Regions from separate parts of the Mus musculus genome. Here regions 1, 2 and 3 are each linked to region 4. A link is a contact called in public HiChIP or PLAC-seq data. All regions are on one chromosome and are shown on one strand. Each heading gives the region's core, a stretch centred on a gene start, on an enhancer-like site or on the middle of the called end of the contact. The rest is flanking DNA. Distances are from core to core; before and after follow the strand shown.

What was found. HiChIP or PLAC-seq counts read pairs in DNA pulled down with a chosen protein or histone mark.
Region 1: a FOXA1 HiChIP or PLAC-seq map of pancreatic cancer cells shows a contact between it and region 4. The contact joins two enhancer-like sites. A contact is called at or near these places in 2 of 115 datasets of contacts at active chromatin or transcription factors (embryonic fibroblasts and pancreatic cancer cells).
Region 2: a contact with region 4 is called in an H3K27ac HiChIP or PLAC-seq map of the NIH/3T3 cell line, with 4 times the contacts expected there. The contact joins two enhancer-like sites. A contact is called at or near these places in 1 of 39 promoter capture datasets (hippocampal neurons), 1 of 15 datasets of contacts at CTCF or cohesin (the NIH/3T3 cell line), 2 of 484 Hi-C or Micro-C datasets (embryonic fibroblasts and olfactory sensory neurons), 4 of 115 datasets of contacts at active chromatin or transcription factors (the NIH/3T3 cell line, astrocytes, embryonic fibroblasts and 1 more) and 1 of 9 other capture datasets (adipose tissue).
Region 3: an H3K27ac HiChIP or PLAC-seq map of embryonic fibroblasts shows a contact between it and region 4, with 10 times the contacts expected there. The contact joins two enhancer-like sites. A contact is called at or near these places in 1 of 15 datasets of contacts at CTCF or cohesin (pro-B cells), 2 of 484 Hi-C or Micro-C datasets (embryonic fibroblasts and ventricular fibroblasts) and 1 of 115 datasets of contacts at active chromatin or transcription factors (embryonic fibroblasts).

The regions. Positions count from the first base shown.
Region 1 is chr3:126,290,974-126,293,812 of GRCm38.p6, forward strand. No RefSeq gene overlaps it. Among named protein-coding and RNA genes, the nearest start is that of Arsj, 71 kb to the right of the region's middle. Within about 2 kb of position 1,503, at least 47 of the 459 cell types and tissues checked have an H3K27ac peak or open chromatin away from gene starts, as enhancers often do. A contact at or near this core is called in embryonic fibroblasts and pancreatic cancer cells, where this site is marked.
Region 2 is chr3:126,383,817-126,386,910 of GRCm38.p6, forward strand. The region is part of intron 1 of Arsj (arylsulfatase J); the gene reads left to right. Among named protein-coding and RNA genes, the nearest start is that of Gm35408, 5.1 kb to the left of the region's middle. Within about 2 kb of position 1,350, at least 131 of the 459 cell types and tissues checked have an H3K27ac peak or open chromatin away from gene starts, as enhancers often do. A contact at or near this core is called in the NIH/3T3 cell line, astrocytes and embryonic fibroblasts, where this site is marked.
Region 3 is chr3:126,044,517-126,047,585 of GRCm38.p6, forward strand. No RefSeq gene overlaps it. Among named protein-coding and RNA genes, the nearest start is that of Gm40146, 61 kb to the right of the region's middle. Within about 2 kb of position 1,670, at least 19 of the 459 cell types and tissues checked have an H3K27ac peak or open chromatin away from gene starts, as enhancers often do. A contact at or near this core is called in embryonic fibroblasts, where this site is marked.
Region 4 is chr3:126,919,158-126,921,857 of GRCm38.p6, forward strand. Ank2 (ankyrin 2, brain) reads right to left here. Exons shown (of 48, transcript NM_001327938.1): 48 at 2,450-2,700. Among named protein-coding and RNA genes, the nearest start is that of Gm25501, 85 kb to the right of the region's middle. Within about 2 kb of position 1,299, at least 46 of the 459 cell types and tissues checked have an H3K27ac peak or open chromatin away from gene starts, as enhancers often do. A contact at or near this core is called in the NIH/3T3 cell line, astrocytes, embryonic fibroblasts and 1 more, where this site is marked.

The DNA.
Region 1 (2,839 bases), core at 253-2,752, 630 kb before region 4:
AGCTTAGTACTGGGATTTTACATATATATATATATATGTTTTATATAATTTTATACACATAAGTTATATGTAATTTTAGGTGAATAAAACTCGTATGGTTGCCAATGGCTTTTTTAGACATCTTTAGTATTGTCTGCCATTTTCCCTGCCTTCCCTTTAATATTGATCTCCTTTTGCTTTCTCCAATAAAAGCCCTCCTCCCCATTTTCCCCATTCACCCCTTCAAATCACATGCACCCTATTATTCCCCTCTCTAATGCACCTCCCACCTCCCCCCATGGTATAGTCTTACTTTCCTGAGTTCTGCAGTTACTTCAGTATCAATGCATGCATATCTGAAGATTTGAAGCTAAGAACCACAGGTAAGAGGAAACATGTAGTGCTGACCTTTCTGAATCTGGATTATCTCACTCAATTTATTATTTTCCAGTTACATCCATTTACCTACAAATTTCATTATTTCATTTCTCTTGACATATAAGTGGTATTTCATAGTCTATATGTACCACATTTTCATTTATTCAGTTAAATAAAATAACATTCAGGTTGTTTCATGAATATGATATGTTACTATTTCATTGGTCATTCCTAATAATTTGACTTGGATAATCCTTTTGATTCACCACATACACATCTAATGAGTGTTGCTCATCACTGGATAAAGTAATCTACACCAAAGCCCAAGGATCCTAGAAATAAATAGCAAATGTTATAAAATAATGTTCATTGAATTGTCTGTTATAGCAGCTATAACAAAGTACCGTGGACCAGGTAGATTAAGTAACAAAGTTTCATGTCTGAGTCGTGGAGTCCAGAAGTCCAAGATCAAACGGAGGTACTAGAGGTGCTATTTCTCCTAAGGCTTCTCCCAGGTTTAGAAAGGGATGCCCTGACATGATCTTCTTTAAACGCTTCCTCTGCATCTCTGATTGAAATAAGAACTTCTAGTCATAACCTAGGGCCTTATATTAACATTAGTCTAAGTTCCTTCTAAATGCCTTTCTCTTTGGCTGACAGGTGGTTGTCTTCACATGGTGCTTTTTCTGTTTGTGTTTGAGTCCTTTGTTTTGAAATAAACACAACAGCCATAGAGCATTATGATCTACTTTGTAACCCTATTTAAATTAGTTATCTATTTTAAAAGTGTATTTCCAATCATGCTTTAGGATTCTAAGGGTTGGGGCTTTAATGTATGAGTTTGGGAGGACATTCGATTTAATTTAGAAATTGAAGTATTTTATTTGACTATCTCTTTTAACCTTTCTTTTGGGCCTGAGGCAGTTAACAGGATAAACAAGTGATTAAAGACTCTGTATTGTTCTAGAAGGATCATTCTAGCATCTACACCCATCCTAGCCCAAGAGTTAAGATTAATCCTAATGTCTTCCAGGACTTTAGCTAAAGCCAAGGACAAATTTCTCACCATTCTTTTCAAACGGAATGACTCACATTTCTACAACCTGCCAACAGAAGACGTGTCAATAATGAGTCAACGTCTCTCTCAGGAAACTCCCCAGAGTAACCCATGTAGAGTGATTTTGGAGGGAACTGTACAGTCATCGGAGGACAGGATCCACTGAAGAAATTTCATTAAATGCGAATGGTCTCAGGCAACAACTTCAATGGTACAAAAAGCTGCATTTTCAGGAGGGAAACAAATGAAAACATGCATGGAAGAAGTTTGATGTCAGAGACACATGAGCTGACCCTGGAAAGGAACTGTTCATAATGTCCCACTTATCCCTGGGAAGACAGGTTAGCGGTGCTATGGCCTCATACTTGGCTAATATGCCTTGGGATTCTCAGTCCAGTTTAGTCCTGTGTTTTTGAAGAGATTGAGTTAGGGCAGTCACACTACAAAGACATCTTACTTTGTATTCAGCAAATGGGTAGCCACAGATTAATTTAGACAGAGCTGCAGAGATGGAGCCTCTGTATGTATCTGGGAGCAGACAGGAGATCAGGGCAATGGCTTACCTTTCCAATAAGCTTCTGAGTGAGCATGGTTAGGGGAGATAATCAACTTAGAGTCAAAAATCCAAGCCAAAGATAATAAACTCAGCACTGTGTTGAATTTAATCGGTGACAGCCTGGAAACAGGACACCACATTGTTTCACTTTCATGAGAAAAGTTCCTGAGTCCATAGTGAGTAGGGGAAAAAATTTTTCATTTCCTCTCCTGAACCATGAAGGTCCAGGGAATTCATTTCCATGTACCCAAGTTATCATTCTTTCTCTAGTGTCTAGTAGCTATGACTTTATCATCCTCAGCCTTTCCCTAGTCACATCATAAACTGTCATCTGTAAGAATCTGTTACAAGAGAGGTGAGAGGATCTTTTTGTTAAACTTACAAAGGTTAATTGTGTTCTGTCTCTGTTTTCTCCTTTGAGGTTTCTGCAGGGTGACTTGCTGGTGTAGTCAGTCAAGTGATCATCAAGGACCATACTACCCCACCCAGAGAACCTACATGCCTGAGCCACTAATCTGTTTGAATATACTAGACCCCCTTTTTGACCAAGTGGCATCTATGACATACATAAAGCAGCCAACATGTGGTTGAAATTAGAGGCAAGGAAGAGGCATCATATCCAAGAAAGGCCAGATTGAGATTCCAAAACTTTGAAGTCTGCTCTTTAGAATCTACTTCTTTGTCATAATTGTTCTCTAAACCATTCACTTCCCAACACTGCTGTAACAAATGCTCACCGAATCATTTAATATAGCAAGGTTCCTCATGTTGCTTATGGTGTGAATATGAAATCTCTTTTTAAGGTTCATGTGTTGAAGGCTTTGTCCCTAGGAGGTGGTGGTATTGAAAGGTGATTAGATCATGAAGGC
Region 2 (3,094 bases), core at 100-2,599, 540 kb before region 4:
AGTTAAATAACAATCTTTTTTCATATTTATATTATATATAGCATTTTGTAATTAAACCGTTTTGAATTCATTTCATTCATGAAATGATACACTTTAGAACAGTTTCAAATTTGTCACACCAGCAAACACATGAATCATTAATGTTTCCTCTGGTAGCAGCAACACAAAGCCTTTGCAACTGCATGGTCTGGAGGGGAACCTTGGAGACACATGCTGGCAAAGGAGCTGGAGAAGGCTAAGCGAGGGCCAATTTTCCCTTCTAGGTAGAGGTGGCAAAAGCTTCATTGGCGATAATGGGCAAACTCTTCCAAGGGAAAAGGCTTGTTGATTATCTGTGACTATCCGTTACTCATGCTCACTCCTTCTCTCTCCTGTCTGGCAAGAATTAGGTGCCATGCACATGTATGAAAATAGCCTTGTCTGCCACTTTTATTTTACCATCGCCTCATCGTGGTTTCCTGGTTCCTTTATTTAAAAAGAAAAATTATTTGAGTACACCATTGCTCTCTTCAGACACACCAGAAGAGGGTATAAGATCCCATTATTGATGGCTGTGAGCCACCATGTGGTTGTTGGGAATTGAACTCAAGACCTCTGAAAGGGCAGGCTTAACCACCGAGCCACCCCTCCAACCTGGCTTCCTTGTTCCTTAAGTCCTATGAATGCACTGCTGAACATGAAAAGGGACCTGTTGAAGAAAACTAAAATAGTGAAAGAAAAATAGCAACAATGTTACAAACTGAGAACAAACCAACAGCTGCGCTAATGGGCTAGAATGCTATTTAATGGTGGGTCCCCAGAACCTTGGAATACAAGCAAGAGAAGCTAAAACTTTCACAGAGAAAGTTCTGCTTAGGGGATGGGGTGTCGTGACATTAACCCGATCCACGAGAACCACAATGTGAAGTGGAGAACAACTCTAAACAAGGCCATTTGGCTTCATGTGTTTATCTCATCTTTCAGAGAAAAAGAAAATTCCTGTGATAATACGCTGCCAAGTAAACACATTCTGATGGAATAGTTAATCCTGCGCGGGCTGTAGTTGCCAAATGGCCTAAAAATCCACAGTGAATTAGCATAAAGTAAGATACAGCAGCTGCTTGAAAGCCATTGTTTAAATGCCACACGTGGCCACTGTGATCTTTTTAAGGGAAGTAATAATGGGACTGAGATTGTCCTAATAGATCTTTTTAAGTTTAGAAAAGATAAAACAGGAAAACCGTCTCATACTGGTTCTCTCTTGCTCTGACAAAAAATTCTGTCTCCACTGAGACCAGGAAGTTATTCACAAGTTTACATACTTCCCTCAGGTTCAGATAGCTGAAGGTCTGCAACGGCCCTTATGCTCTGACTCAGATTTGGCTACATGATTCAGTGCTGAGAATATGAGTCACCACATCTGAGCCTGTGCATCTGAAACATTAAACAGAAGGTTTTTTAAAAAAGAAACGGCCTGTCTGTTTAGAGGCTGGACTGCTAACGAGTGAGTATGCTGAACAGAGCCTGAACAGAAATTAGTTCTCCCGCAGTCTACGACTGGATGATGTGGTTATGTGCCATCGAGCCACTCAGCACAATCCCCACAGCAACTGGTGGCATAACACTTAATTTCACAATGTTTGCCTGAAAAAGAAATGTTCTGCTCAGAGTTCCGATCATAATGAAATTTTTATTATGTTTTAAATTGCCAAACAGAAGATCATTAAACCAGCCAGCCACCGCACCACGCATACACTCTGTAAGCTTTGACTCTAGGTTTTTAAAAATGCTGGTGGGTTAGAAAAGGAGAAAGTGTGGTAACCAAGTGAGGGCTTTAGCCTAAAGCACAGGAAAGAGTGACTGCTATGGAACTAGCCAGGTCAAAGGCTCAAAAGGAAGGCGTTCTCAAGATGGACCCACAGATTAGTGAAATTAAGCAGTTAAATCAATCAGAAAAGTGAATTTGAACCACAGAAGTGAAGCCTGTTTGAAATATTACTTAACCTTGAAAATGTAAGCCATTGTCTGTCTTCTTCTCCAGTTCCCTGTATCAGTTCATATCTACAGAGAAAAGCAACCAATCTTTAATGTAGGAACTAGTTTGTATCAAGGTATGGAGTCTGAAGATATATATATATATATACATATATGTATATATGTGTGTATATATATATGTGTGTGTGTTTGTGTGTGTTTGTGTATATATATATATAAATAATTATCTTATGACTGTTTAAGGGAATTTATTATAACTACATATATTAATTTCCATACATGTAGATAAACATGAAGTCATATATGATCATTAGTCATAACACGGATGAGACTTTGTATTGCTGGAATGCACATAAGTTTTTGACTTAGGGTTTCATTGTTGTGAAGAGACACAATGACCAAATCAACTCTAGTTTTTGTCTTAGGGTTTCATTGTTGTGAAGAGACACGATGACCAAGTCAACTCTTATAAAGGACAACATTTAATTAGGGCTGGCTTATAAGTTTCAGAGGTTCAGTACATTATCATCATGGCAGAAAGCATGGCAGCCTGCAAGCAGCCATGATACAGGAGAAGGACATAAGAGTTCTACATCCTGATCCAAAGGCATCCAGAAGGAGGCTTTCTTCTACACTGGACAGAACTTGAGCACTAAGGAATCTCAAAGCCTGCCAACACAATTACACACTTGCTCCAAAAAGGCCACACCTATTCCATTAAGACTACATTGCTAATAGTGCCACTTCTCATGGGCCAAGCATATTGAAACCACCATAGTTTTTAAACACTGGTTGTTACTTTTATATATCTCTTGCCCACTAGACTCTATTTTTTTTGTTGTTTTGTTTTTTATAAAGTAGTGTCTTAAGCATAGAAGCATTCAATACAGTGGTGGTCCTGATGTGGGAATTTTCCTGGACAAGTACCCTGATACCGAGGCGAGTGCAGTAAAGGTGGACCGAAGCCAGGACAGGTCCTGAAAGGCTTCAAAGATGGGTCCAGTTTATATCCTCATATTATATCCTAAAGCTACAAGGTGGGGAACTGCAAGTAAGCAAGATCTTACAGAAGCCTATCTGGAAGTCAGCAGGTTGTTAAGGGCAATGACCTATTGACTCA
Region 3 (3,069 bases), core at 420-2,919, 870 kb before region 4:
CTTCTGGTTACCATGGACACCATCAGATATGTGAACACCGTTTACTGTTCCCAGGAGAGCACATCTACATACAAATAGTTGTAAAATGAGATCATCGTTTAAAAATTTTTAAGTTGCAGTGTCTTTAATACGTCACTAAGCAGCAACCATCTCCCTTTTTGCATCCCTCCTGTGACATAAGAAAGGCTGAGAAGAGAGAAAGGCTGGTCTCAGAGGGGACAATGGAGGAGAACTCAACCTTGGTAAAAGCCACTTTATAGTTCCAACTTTGTTCATAATAATTCTAGAAGAAAGTCCTAGGATTCTCTTAGGACACTGAATTTTGACAATAAAGTACCTTCTGTCTTAAACCCTTGGTTGTAATCAGATAAAGTGCTATTTGTAACACTAAACCATTCACTCATGAGATTCTCAGTTCGGAAGAAAACTGCAGTCTTAAAGCAGACTCTCATCTGATACATTTTAGGATATTTCAGCATGTAGTTCTTGTATGCTGTAATACATTAGTCTGGGAAAACAGTCTCTCCACAAATGGTTTTCTTCTTAGGACAGTCACTTAATGCCCTCTTCTGGTTATAGATCAAAGCAAAATCACTCTTATTGCAATGGTATTATCTGAAAACGTGAATGTACTATTTATTTTTTAATGATTTATTTCATAGTATGTTTCAACAATGTTTACTCTTTGCATATTTTAAAAGTTAATCTGCACTATTGATGCTAAAGGAATTCAAATGTTTAACCAAATTTTAATAAATATAGCTTAAAATATTTTTCAAGATTGGAGTCTATGTACTGGGAATTATTATTTTTGATAAAAATAAGCTAGCTCACAACTCTTTTCATACTTTTATAAAGAAAATCTTATATAGATATTCTAAACTATGGTGTTACTATAATTATTAATATCTAAGGTTCTGCCCACACATGTATATGGGAGTAGCTAAATCATCTGAATAGTCCATTAGTGGGTCAAATACATGATGGTATTTTAAATTTTTAACTTTATTTAATATGTATAGCCAGTTGTCCATACTTCAGTGGATGGCCCTAAACCTATGGTCACATAAGTAGCAATTAATGAACTAAATGGATTGTAAAAAGAGTGTATTAAGTTGGAAAAAGAACATGAAGAGGAAACAGGGAAGTTACAGGGGAATGATAGGGAGAGAATATGATCAAAAACACTGTTTACATATAGGAAACTCTCAAAGATTAAAAAAAAATAGAAACAACAATACTTCTAACTAATAAGAGATTTTAAAGCCTGTAGAATTAATAATTGATGTATATATGTAGGTAGCATCCGGATGCTACCTTGAACATACTGAACTGTATTGTTTGCAGTAAGATTATTATTTTTAGAGTAAACAATTTTAAGGTAAATTAATTTCAGATTGTCTTGGGCTAATAGTGGTGTACTCCTTTCAGAAAGGGAACCTGTGGAATAACTTCAAGACAACTCTGAGGATCCAGCCTCCCGAGTGGGCTGTCCAAAGTGGCTATTATCTAACGGATGCTAAGATCAGGGAAAGTGAAGCAATGTTCCTTTGGGAATTAAGTTCAGAAAAAAACAGACCTGCATTTTGTGCTTCCTCTCTTAGCCTTTCTGCCTCAGTCTGTTGCTCTGAGTAATGCCGTGTGCATACCAAACGCTTCATATGAGCAACCACCCGGGGAAAGCCAGATGCCATGGGGTTGATGCCTCTGGCTACAGGTCATTAAGGATCTGAAGCCCAGCCATAACACATCCACTGGCAAATGGAAGCTTACAGGTATTCAAAGAATCCAAGTGTAAACAATAGGATTTCTCCCATGTCCACCCACAAAAATCTATAGTATCTGTTCATAGATGAAATGCTCAGAATTACCAAATTGAAAAGAACTCAGGGGAGGCTCACACATAAGGAGAAATTTGGCAGCAGTCTAGAACTTGATTTGACCCCGAGAAAAACTGCAGCATAAAAACTAAACAAGGCATTTTTCGAACTAAGAAATTTACCAAAGTTTCTTGTCGACTTTGCCACTTGATGGAGCCATAATGCCAGATAACTTTAAAACCCACTTGATTTTCTCAGGAGCAGTCCTTGGGAGACATGTAGGCAAAAATACATTATCCTAGTCACTGTTTGTTCCATTGCCCACTGTCTTCCTCCTCTGAGCAATTGCTATAGCATGACGTGAGAAAATTTAAGATTGCCTTATGCTAATAGTACAGGATAGTTGCTTTATTTTTCTTTAGTTAGGGTGTGAGTGTTCAGGTGGGTGCTGATACAAATGAAATGTATGTTCGTGCCTGTAGGCAGAAGAAGTCTATCTTGGAGCTTTCAACAGTTGTTCTTATTATTTGAGACAGGATTTCTCGCTGGATCAGAAGCTAGCCTCTTGTGCTAGTCTGGCTGGCTAGCAAGGCCCAGCGAGTGACTTGTCTTGATGGATTACAGTATACACTGCCACACTGAGCTTGTCATGAGGATCCTGGGAATCTAAACTCAAATCTTCACCTTGCATGGTAAATCTATTCTAACAAATCAGAATTAGTAAAAACATTAAGGACAGAGATCATACCTTTAAGATGTGTATGCAAATATCATGAACAGAAGGGCCAGTTTTCTTAAAGAGTAAATCCTGGGCAGGATGTGTGGGTCAATCATAGGTTAGAGGAAGACTAAGCATTTCAAGGAAGAGTGAATGCATAAGGGAAAGAAGTGGTGGTTTTAGGCAACAGCCATAGCCTTATTCTTAGCAAGTCTGTTTAGTTTGTTTTGTAAATAAAGGGCATCAATCTATATAAAATCTTTGGCTCTCAACATTTCTAGAATCCAGAATTTCTCAGGATTTGTAAAGAAAAATCGCATCTGGTAGAATACAGCATCTTCCCAGAACATCTGAAGTAGTGCCAGATCAGTAAGTACCTTGAAGAATACATTCTACAATAATGGGACACTTTACATTTCCAGGTAGAGTATTAGGGACAAATGCAAGATAAGATGTGCCATGAAGTCAATGAGTGAAAAAAGGGAGTTTCAGGAATTAGGATGAGACAGAAGGAATGACAAGAAACTTCAG
Region 4 (2,700 bases), core at 49-2,548:
GAAAAAAACATTAAAAAAAAATGAGTGTGGGTACAGCTTGAAAAAGGAATGGAAACAAGAGCTGTTATGCAGACCGATTGAGAAAGAACTCTTGGAGTCCCTCCCTGAACATCAGGCTGAGCGTGACAGTGGGGCAGTGATTCTGGCACGGGAAGTGGTTTGGCGTTCTAATCGAGAGCAATTGTATTAAGGTCTTTAACACTGGCTCTGAGCTTGCTCAATCCCAAGTGTGGACTGATAGCACGTGTGGATATGTATTAAAAAAGATTCTGCGGCACACTGGCTTCTGTGGTATCAGGTCATAGCTTGTAGCTTTTGTCTGCATCTGCAGGATGATGTCCATGTGGCAAGAACTGTTCTATCTTCCTGGTGAGGAAATTGTCTTCTAAAAACTAGCTTTCACAAAGGACAAAGGAGTTTGTGCTAACCCCGCTGAGTGGATTCCAACCCAGGTCTTACTCAAAACCACACATTTAACCATAAAACACCGCACATTTAACCTTCAAAACCACACATTTAACTATAAACAACACATTTAATTATTTTGTCATGTTGCCTCTAAAACTTTCAAGTAGTCTCTGAATTCAACATCCCACAGTGGCTGAATCTGTCACTCTATTGAATTAGTAGAAATATCACTGTTGATATATGGGTGTATGTACATGTGCACACACAGAACCACTATATCCTCAAGCACCTTTAGATTCTAAGTACACCTTAATATACTATTTGCTCCATTGTGTGGCACTAACAGAAAATGGCTGGGGCCTTTTAATATTTGAGAATGTCTGTGTATAAACAAGAATTTAATTTGTGTAAAAAACAAACAACGAACCTGGGAAATGGGTCTGTTTTTCTCTTAACTATTTAAAAGATGTTCTTAAATATCGTTTTTGCCCTGAGATGACGTTGTATTACCTATTTACTCATGTGGTACATTGCAAGACTGTCATTGGATTCTGGTGTGAGTAGATAGGACTCAGAAATAGCAGCTCACCCAAGGGAAAGAAAGTATTGTTTTTAAGTAGAGATGATGGATTCAGTTTTCACAAAGTTTTAATATGCTTTTTTAATGAAAGCAGGCAGATTATCTCGAGAGAATCTGCCACTCAAGAAAAATTAGCATTGATTTAGGTTTTCATTAAAAATTTGTTTAGTTTCTTTCCATCTGACCTATTCTCATGCCTGGCATTTGCCCATAACCAGGCTCTCCAAGCTGACATCAACTGAATGGCTCCCACGAGCAGTCTCATTTCCAATTGATGCTTAGCGTCTATGCATGTGTGTGAGTTTACACCTCTGTATGACTAATACAGACCATTTACAAGCTATCTATCATCTTCCCTTAGATTAGAGGCTCTCTCAGCCCCACTTCTAAATATATTTTTGTAAAAGGGCATATGAGTCACAAAAGCTTACTTTCAAAACTGGGTTTGCACGAAGCTAAGTATGAGAAGATACCATATTTTCATATTTTCTCTTGCTATTCAATGTTCTACATCCAGTGCCAGGCAAACCCAGAGTTGCAGTAAGTAGAAAACAGAGCCCAGTAAGCAAATGACAGGGACACATCTACTGCTACTTGGGGGTGGGAGGGCACAAACTTTAATATTCTGTTTTCTTTAGTGTTGTTATGGTGATCCCAGACCCAGAAGATCTTGTTAATGAACAAGAGACAATACAAATCTAGCTGGCCTATTGATGTTGCAGTAAGATTTAAATAAACTCACTCAGTTTTAAGCATTTCTTTTGCTTTCACTGTAGACATACAAGACAGACAGGGGACACACACATACACACACACACACACACACACACACACACACGGAGGGAGGGAGGGAGAGAGAGAGAGAGAGAGAGAGAGAGAGAGAGAGAGAGAGAGAGAGAGAATGATTGATAATGCGATTTTGTTGTTTTGCTTTTTAAAACCCAAACACTCCAAAGGATTACAATTTGAATATTCCTGCCTTGTCTTTGTATGAATATATTCCTTTAATTTCCTGTTCTCTGGCTGCAAAACAAAAAAGGAAATGCCAGGGTTTACTGCTGTCCCGAAAGTCTGTCTCATACTGCTGTCATTATACATAAATGGATCAAATTCCTGTGGCCTTGCCCTCTGTGTTACTGATCAGATTCCCCAGTTCCCTTCCCTCAACATCCTTAAAAGCTCCTACTTTTCATTTACTAGATAGCCTCAAAATTTAAAAAAATTCATTAAAAAATGTCTTGTTTTGCCCAGTTGAGTAACAGTAAGAATAAAAGTTCCTCAGGGCTGTGGTGAGCTAGTCCACATGCTACCGTTTGGCCTCTCAGAATATTATTAAATAAAATCACAAAGGAAAAACAAAGGTAATTCATGTGTTTCTGTTGGCTTCATGTTGACCTCATTTAACAACCTCTGATTCTCCTAAAATAGACTGGTCATAAAGAAGGACAAAACCACCACTGCAACACTTAACACTTATACATTTTATTTAGTTAAATCAGCCATTGTACAACATTGCAGCTATGTATTGTTAGTGTTGTATTGTTTTCCAATAACTAATACATGCCCTCATAGATATATTCAATTAGTGTTATCACCATGGGAACAAGATGCTGATTCATCAACTGAAAATTCACTTCTCACAGTATTCAAGTTTTTGATAACACAGCAAAAAAAAAAAAAATTAAAATTGAAGGAAAAAAAAGTGAAGAACC